Linked DNA regions of Gossypium hirsutum: region 2 is linked to region 1. Evidence: chromatin contacts called from public Hi-C data. All regions are on one chromosome and are shown on one strand. Each heading gives the region's core, a stretch centred on a gene start, on an enhancer-like site or on the middle of the called end of the contact. The rest is flanking DNA. Distances are from core to core; before and after follow the strand shown. Region 1 has its middle 2.6 kb from the start of LOC121222537. Region 2 has its middle 19 kb from the start of LOC121222539.

Evidence for each region. A called contact is a pair of places that touch in the nucleus more often than the background predicts.
Region 2: a Hi-C map of leaf shows a contact between it and region 1, with 2.1 times the contacts expected there. The contact joins two enhancer-like sites. A contact is called at or near these places in 18 of 34 Hi-C or Micro-C datasets (anther, callus, hypocotyl and 4 more).

What each region holds. Positions count from the first base shown.
Region 1 is chrD10:61,327,045-61,330,995 of Gossypium_hirsutum_v2.1, reverse strand. No RefSeq gene overlaps it. Among protein-coding and RNA genes, the nearest start is that of LOC121222537, 2.6 kb to the right of the region's middle. Within about 2 kb of position 1,660, at least 2 of the 9 cell types and tissues checked have an H3K27ac peak or open chromatin away from gene starts, as enhancers often do. A contact at or near this core is called in leaf, where this site is marked.
Region 2 is chrD10:61,376,645-61,380,595 of Gossypium_hirsutum_v2.1, reverse strand. It overlaps the pseudogene LOC121222540. Among protein-coding and RNA genes, the nearest start is that of LOC121222539, 19 kb to the right of the region's middle. Within about 2 kb of position 1,940, at least 7 of the 9 cell types and tissues checked have an H3K27ac peak or open chromatin away from gene starts, as enhancers often do. A contact at or near this core is called in leaf, where this site is marked.

The DNA.
Region 1 (3,951 bases), core at 411-2,910:
TTTAATAGTAAATTTTAAAAAATTTGAGTCTAATTAAAATTTTCAAAAAAATTTAAGGATCTAATAAAAATCCACCTTTGTAAATAAATAAATAAATAACGATAATTACATTGAAGAAAAAGTGTTCATAAATTGGATCAAATTGAAATTGGGTGACCCAACCGAAATATAAACATCAAGTTTTATTTACACACGTCCATATTTATAAATGTTAACTCAAACTTATTTAAAATCACTTATATTATTTATATTTCGTATTCATTAATTAAAAATATCGTTATACATTTTTCATAAAATCTTAATTAATTTTTCGATTTTTTACTAAGTAAATTTTTTTATTAATAAAAAATAAGAGTTATTTTACTAATTAAAAAGCCAGGTACAAAAACAGCTGTGGTAATGTGTGCACGTGTGGGTGGGAGTGTTAATGGCATTTATTAAGCAAGGGAATGGGGGGAGTGTTTGACTTAAATACTAGTAATAATTATATTTTATTTGGTATAACGATTTTCTTGGCCCTCCAACTTTTAAAACAATTCATTTTGGCCCTTAATTTCATTTTTCGTCTCTTTTAATCTTTGAACTTGCATTTTTGTCAAATCACTCCCAAAATGATGGGAAAGTCGCAACTTTCCTGATGTGGCATACACGTGGATTGTTGAGTGGATGACATGTCAACATTTAATTAATTTTTTAAAAATTCAAAAATATTAAAAAATATATATGATATATTTTAATAATTTAAAATTTTTAAAAATAATTTTTTTTAATTTTTAAGTTTTTAAAAAGGAATTAAATGCTAACATGTCATCTACGTAGCAATCCACATCAATGAAGTTTAAAAACATTATCTTTTCATCTATTTTGGGGTGATTGGACAAAAAATGCAAATTTAAGGGCTAAAAAAATAAAAAATTTAAATGGATGTCTAAAATAACTTTTTTCAAAAAGTTTAAATTATTACGCCTTTTATTTTTCTACAACGATTCAACAAACTTTTATATTTGTAAAAATGTTAAAGTATACCATAATTCTCTATACTCCTCCTAAATTTGGAATTTAGTCCCTATACTTTTATTTCTAGAAATTTAGTCCCGCCACTTTTCAAATTTAGGTCCAACTATTAAGGTTATTTTGTTAAACTCAGGTTCACTACAACAACATTTTTTTTCCAGTTACATTGTTATTAAGTGAGTATATTTTTTTCATTTCAAAATTTCACCCCAAAAAATTTAACAAAAAAGCAGTGTTAACAATTGAATTTGAAATTTGAAATCTATAGAGTTTAGGGGCTAAATTCCAAATTTGTGAAGACTGCAGGAACCTACAATATATTTTAACCTTGTAAAACTATTACAAGGACAATAGCATAAAGTTTCGGTATATAAGAAATAAAGCATAAACGATACAAATAAAAGAAATCGTAATAAAACTTGACAAATGGCAAGCCATAATGAGAAAAATGCTTGAACCAATATAAAACGTTAAAGAGAACATCACCTACACGAATATAAGTTCTTACATGGGTGTCAAGTTTCATTATCAAATGTCAGCCACCAAGATGAAAAAAAGGCAAACTAGTGCGTTGTAATCCCCGTCGATGATCTTATTCCTTACGCTACTTTAAGGATATAGAAGATGTTCAATCCATTTGGTCAAGTGTAGACAAAAAGAGTTGATTGAGTCACCTTAGACTTGAGAGAGCATAAATCATCGTTGACTCGAGAAAGCCTTTTATAAAAAGAACAAAAACAAACAAACAAAAAAAAACCTTTTAACTTCATTATTATTCCACACCTCATGCACAAAAACAAGACAGCTACAACTTCAACCAATCTCAATCACCATTTTCACCCACACCTCACCATTATCAATTGCAATTCAATAAATATGTGCATTATTTCCCTTATATTTATATGTTGTTAAACAAAGATGTTATGTGTTTTTATATCTTTCATGTTCATTTTATAATTTATATATGAATACTTTTAATAATATAGTTTTCGAACAAAGTTGCTAAATTTAATAAAAGGTAAGTTGCAATAATACAAAATACATGATTTACCCATTATAACTTACATCTTACTAAAAACATTATGAAGTATTGTGATAGTTTTATAGAAGAAGCAAATTAAGAATATGATATTGTAATCTCTAATATATCATAAATATTACTATAATTATATTATAAATCTTATTAAACCTTAAACCCTAATCCTATTATAAACCACACATTTTCATATAACAATTTAATGACTTGTAAAATTAAATAAATTATATATGTTTAAAGAATAAAACCCTAAACTAAATTTTAAAATTTGTATCTTAAACTCTAAAATTTTAAATCATAATCACTAAATCTTTAAAAACAAAAGTGCAGAACTTGAACTCACAATTCAAAAGTGTACAGACAAATTTGAGTCATCCATCATAATAATAAATTTTTAAAAATTAATTTAATGCTTTTAGAAAATTCCAAAAACCCTAAATTTTGTTTAATAATTTCAAACTCTAAATCAAAATTTTTAAAACTAGATTGGTGATTGAATTGGTTAGGCTACCGATTCTTTGGTCCAACCGGTCTAGCCGGTTTGATTAAATAAATCATTAAAATATTTAAAATAAAAAATTATTAAAAATAAAAAAAATCTGATTCAATCATTTTTTACCTGGTTCAATGGGTCCATACCGGTTCCTAAGTCAATAAATCTTATGACTTTCTCTAAATTAATACTCCGATTGATTCTCGATTTGAATAATCAATCTAATTCAATTCAAACATCATTATCATAGACCTTATAAATCCTAAACCCCAAAACATAAAACCCTTAAATATACTTTTTTAAATTTAATCAAAATCTCAATGGCTGATAAATGTGGGTGAGTATGCATACTATCAACCTAAAGTTTTTTTTGTCCAAAAATACTAAACCCTGAATATAAAAAATATAAAACAAAAAAAAAGTATTCCTATATCTTTATTACAACCAAATTATAAGTGAAAAATTAGTAGTTCATGTGTACCCATCATTCTAGAAAGAGTTATGGTTTCCTTATTTAAACATTGCTTAAAATATATTGAAAATGTGTACTTTCAATAATCACATACAATGGGCTTGAAAATTAAGCCCATTTTATGCAAGAAAAAAAAAGAGACAAATTAACATAGGCCTAGAAATAGACAATATAGGAATTCTAAATGGGCTTGAATTGAATAATAATTATCCCCTTCATGACCCTACAATTTCTAAATATAGTTTTATTTGCTATGTTTAGCCTACCAAGTCATCCTCCTTTCTTGTAATTTAAGTTTCTATCCATTGGGGGAGATCTTTTACATTTTCATTAGTTAAGAAATCCCCTTATATATGCTATAATTATTCTATAAAATTTTCACAAATGGCTCATTAAAAAAATACAAGTGAGATACCAATTGAGTCTTAACTCGATTAGTATAGGCATTAGTACTAATGTAAGAGAATATGGATTCGAGTGCGCTAGAGCACATTATCCTTTTCTGTTTATGGGTTAAAAAGAGACTATGGGTAGTTATAAATATTATGTAAAAAATAAGCAAATATATAAAATTATAAAAAATATTTAAATTTAATTTAAAAAATACATATTTATTCAAACACATTAAAATGTAGTGTAGACAAGAATCCAACATAAAAGGAATTAATTAACATCATTTTTCCAAAGAAATAAGGAAGCCATGCAAATGCAATCAATCAGTTTTTTCATTTTGTCAAAAGCTTTCATCTTACCTAATAACTAAACACTTCAAGCAACAAAGTAAAAGAAGAAAAGGAAAGGATTAAATTAATGAAAAATTAATTATTTTTTTGTTTTATTTGTACAAGATATACATAATCAACATGGAATACAAAAATCAATTTAAACAAATATAAATAGTATGGAAATTATGAAAAATATAAATTTAAATCTATC
Region 2 (3,951 bases), core at 691-3,190, 49 kb before region 1:
TATAAAAAATTCTAGTTGTATTTTCAACTTTTTTCAAAATCTTTATTAAAAGATCTTAAATAATCATCATTTTGAAGATCTGACTCTATTTTTCTTTTTCCATAAGGATATGTTTGATCAGTATCCATAGGTTCTAGTATTTCTATATTTTCTTCTTCATCTGTTGAAGTATTTTCTTCATCAGATTCATAACTTGTAACTTTTAGGTCTTTTAGATTTATAGAATTATCAAAATCACTAGAATTACTATTGTCTGTAGTGTAATAGTTTAACATATAATGATAGTTAAATAAAGTAAATGAATCTTTATGTTTTTCATAAAGTCATTTTATTAGTTTTAAATATTAAACTCTTTCATTTTTATCGGAACTCTTAGTAAATTTATACTTCCAATGTTCTATAAGTTGTTTATAGGATTAAAAATTATATTTTTGTTGATAATTATATTTTCTTTTCTGTTTTTCAAGTTTTTTTATTTCTTTTATATTTTATTTCTTTTATTAGTAGAAAATAATGTTTCTGAAAAAGTTTTTTTTTCAGACAAAGTTAATATTATATTACTATTTTTATTATATAAAAGTTAAATTTACCTCTTGTTCTATATTTTTATCAATAAAAAATTGTTTTAATTTTTTATTAACATTAGATAATATTTTTTTAAATTTTTTGTTCAAATCTAATTTTGTAAGATCTCTTAAATTATTTACTTCTTGTTTTATTTTACTTACTTTTGTTATATAATTTATGAAAATATATAAAGTAACGTCTATAAAACTATTCAAACCTTTACTCAGACTTAAAATTTAGACAATGATTGTGTTAAACGAAAACGCAGCTACAATATTTGTGGCGGAGGCTCTTGCATGTATTCAGGGACTTTAACTGGGTTTGGATTTAGATTTAGAGTTCACGGCTGTGGAGGTTGAAGGAGAAACTCTTTTAGTTGTCAAAAAACTGCAAAAGGGAGGGGAGGATAAATCGGAAATTTATGAATACATTAAAGATGGTCAGTGTCTAAGCAAAGGTTTCCAAACCTGTATGTTCAAGTATGGCCACCGATTGATGAACTAAGTCGCTCATTTGTTAGCTACAAAAGGTTTCAAGAATGGGGAACAAAGATTTATGAGAAATGGGGTACCTGGATATGCAGAAGAGGCGGTGAAAAGAGACCGACGAGTGGCGGTGTTGTCAGACTAAGGGCTCCTTTGGATGCCCAGTTACTACCAGTGCAGCACGTTTACCCTTGATTTTGGTGCAATCGCACCACGTATAGCTGTTTGGATAACATTCAAATTTGGCCAGTGAAAATCTACACACTGGTGAGAAAATTTTAGACTGGAGTGTTAAAACACCAGTAAACAAAAAGAAACGTCAGTGGGTAATATTTTTACCATTTTATTTTTCATATGGGTGTGAAAATAAGATATTTTAATATTTTAATGTTATAACTATTATTTAAATAAATACAAATATGATAAATTATAGGATAATAAATAGAATATTAAAAGATACATTTTAATATTTTATTAAATGAATTTATAAATTCAAATATTTTAATAATTTTATAAAAGTAAAATAATTTAAAAAACTTTTGATATATATCAATTATAATCTAATATCATTAAAAGTCATTTTCTATTCTCACATCACCGCTACAATTACGTTTGAATCCAAACACACACTCCACCGCTGTTTCTAATCTCACTGCTACAGTAACTAATCTCACAGCTACCGTTGTTTTTAATCTCACCGGAGCTAAACACACCGCCCATCCACACTAAACCTAAATTTCTTTGTTCCGATAAGGTAATCTAGGGAGAGCGAGAGAGATTGGAGAACAGAAGAGCGAAAGAAGACGAAAGGCTTTTCAAAACTCTAGAAAAGGAATGATTAATTAATGAATCGTGCTGAACTAATTTCCTGGGTTGGCGTCCTGGATGCTTCTAGAGCAAGCTTTTTTCTGCTGGGTTATTGGGCCTATTGGGATGGCTCACTTTGACTGTATAGCCGGACTTTATTTTTGAATAAATGGATAAAATCCAGCTGATTATCTCAAAATATATATATATATACTATTTCAATAATTAAATAAATAATATATATTAATATTAAATAAAATAAAAATCTCCTCCTCCTCTCTCCTTGTATTCACTATAATGTTCATCAGTGAATGATATCTACCTTTTTCTATGGAGAGATTTGTTCTTTTTCTGATATTTGTCCTGCTGAACCATTCATTTTTAGCACGCTAGAAATGATTTCCACACAAATATAGATATGGACATGGTGAAGAAACCGACAATTCATCCCACCACTCAAACAAAACAAAAAGACAACAAAGCAGTCAGGAAAAAATATTTCCTTTTTTGGAGCTGGAGGGAAAGGGTTTTCTTATATATATATATATATATATTTATACTTTATTTAAAATTAATTACAATTTAGTAATTTAGATTTTTTAATGATATGCATCGGCGGAGTCAGAAATTTTTTTGGGGACCGAAATTAAATTGTAGTAAAAATATAATTTTATCATTTTAATAATATATATCTTAATAATTTTTAAAGATTAAATTAAATTTTTATTATTTTTAGGAGATCAAATTATAATTTTATTATTACTAATTTAAAATTTTATAAATTATAAACAATCTAAATGAAAAAAAATTTCCATTTTAGGTTGCTAGCTCCACCGCTGTGTCGTTTCTTAATTGATTGCAAGATTTGTTTTAGCGGATGTAATGGTAGAGATTAATATTGGTTACCGAAATAAAATTAGGTATTTAATTTGATTAAAAATATTTTAACTAATTAAGTTTACATTCAATAAATAATTATTGAGGAAAAAAAATTTCAAGCTTTTCAAGGAAAAACATGATGAGAAAGTCTAGGGACCACCTTTTCTCATTTCCTCTTTTGTCTAGGGACCATTTCCTCATTTATTATATGAATAAGTGATTAAATTATTAGTAAATTTATGTTTTAATCACTCAATTTTAAAAAAAAATTATAGAATAGTCATTAAATTATTTAAAATTTTTTATTTAAGTTAATAAGTTGTTAAATTTAAAAAAAATTAACTAACAAGTTTTAAATAACAATTCAATTATTGATATTACCGATTAGTACCTATTAATGAGTAGAAGAACAGATACCTTAGATTCAAGTCAATTTGATGGTTAGTGACGGAAATTAGATAAGAAAACTTTTTAGATTTTATTTTATAGATTCGTGACGTTTAAAATTGTTTCATAAAAAAAACTTAATCATAGAAGAAAAATAGAAGAAGAGCTTTTGATTGGTAAAGACGGTGCGAACAGGAAATGTCATATATCATTAATTTTATCAGCCCAATAACTTAAATAAATTTTTTTGAATAATTTAATGATTACTTTTGTAACTTTTTTAAATTGAGTAATTAAAACATAAATTTATTAATAATTTAATAATATTATATAATTTACCCTAATTAAAATGAGAGGGTTGTCCCCGTACAATCTAGATTACCCCTTAATCATTTCAAATGCGTCGGGATTCGAGAGCTGTCCTGGTCTTCCCTACATCGTTGTTTCCCTCTTTGTCCTTTTTTTCCTTTTTCTATGAATCATATAAATGAGTTGTCAACTCAAGCCTTGGAATACGCAACGTAATAAATTATAGGGTTAATTGCTTTTCTTTTTGGTCAATTGCACCCTTACCGTTACAATTGTTTTCAAATTATATAAACTATAGAATCACAAAATCCAACAAACCCCCATTCTCAAAATCCTCCTCCTTCTACCAAATCTCACATTTTTATTAGCTCAATCTCTTTCATCTCTTTCAACGTCTACCCTGTTTTTGGTTTCTAAGCTTTCATGGCTTCTTCCATTATATGCAATCCTTTCCTTAGAGCTACTAAACCCAATTCTTCTCTTTCTCCTGACCTTCAAAGACTTCATTTTCCCTCTC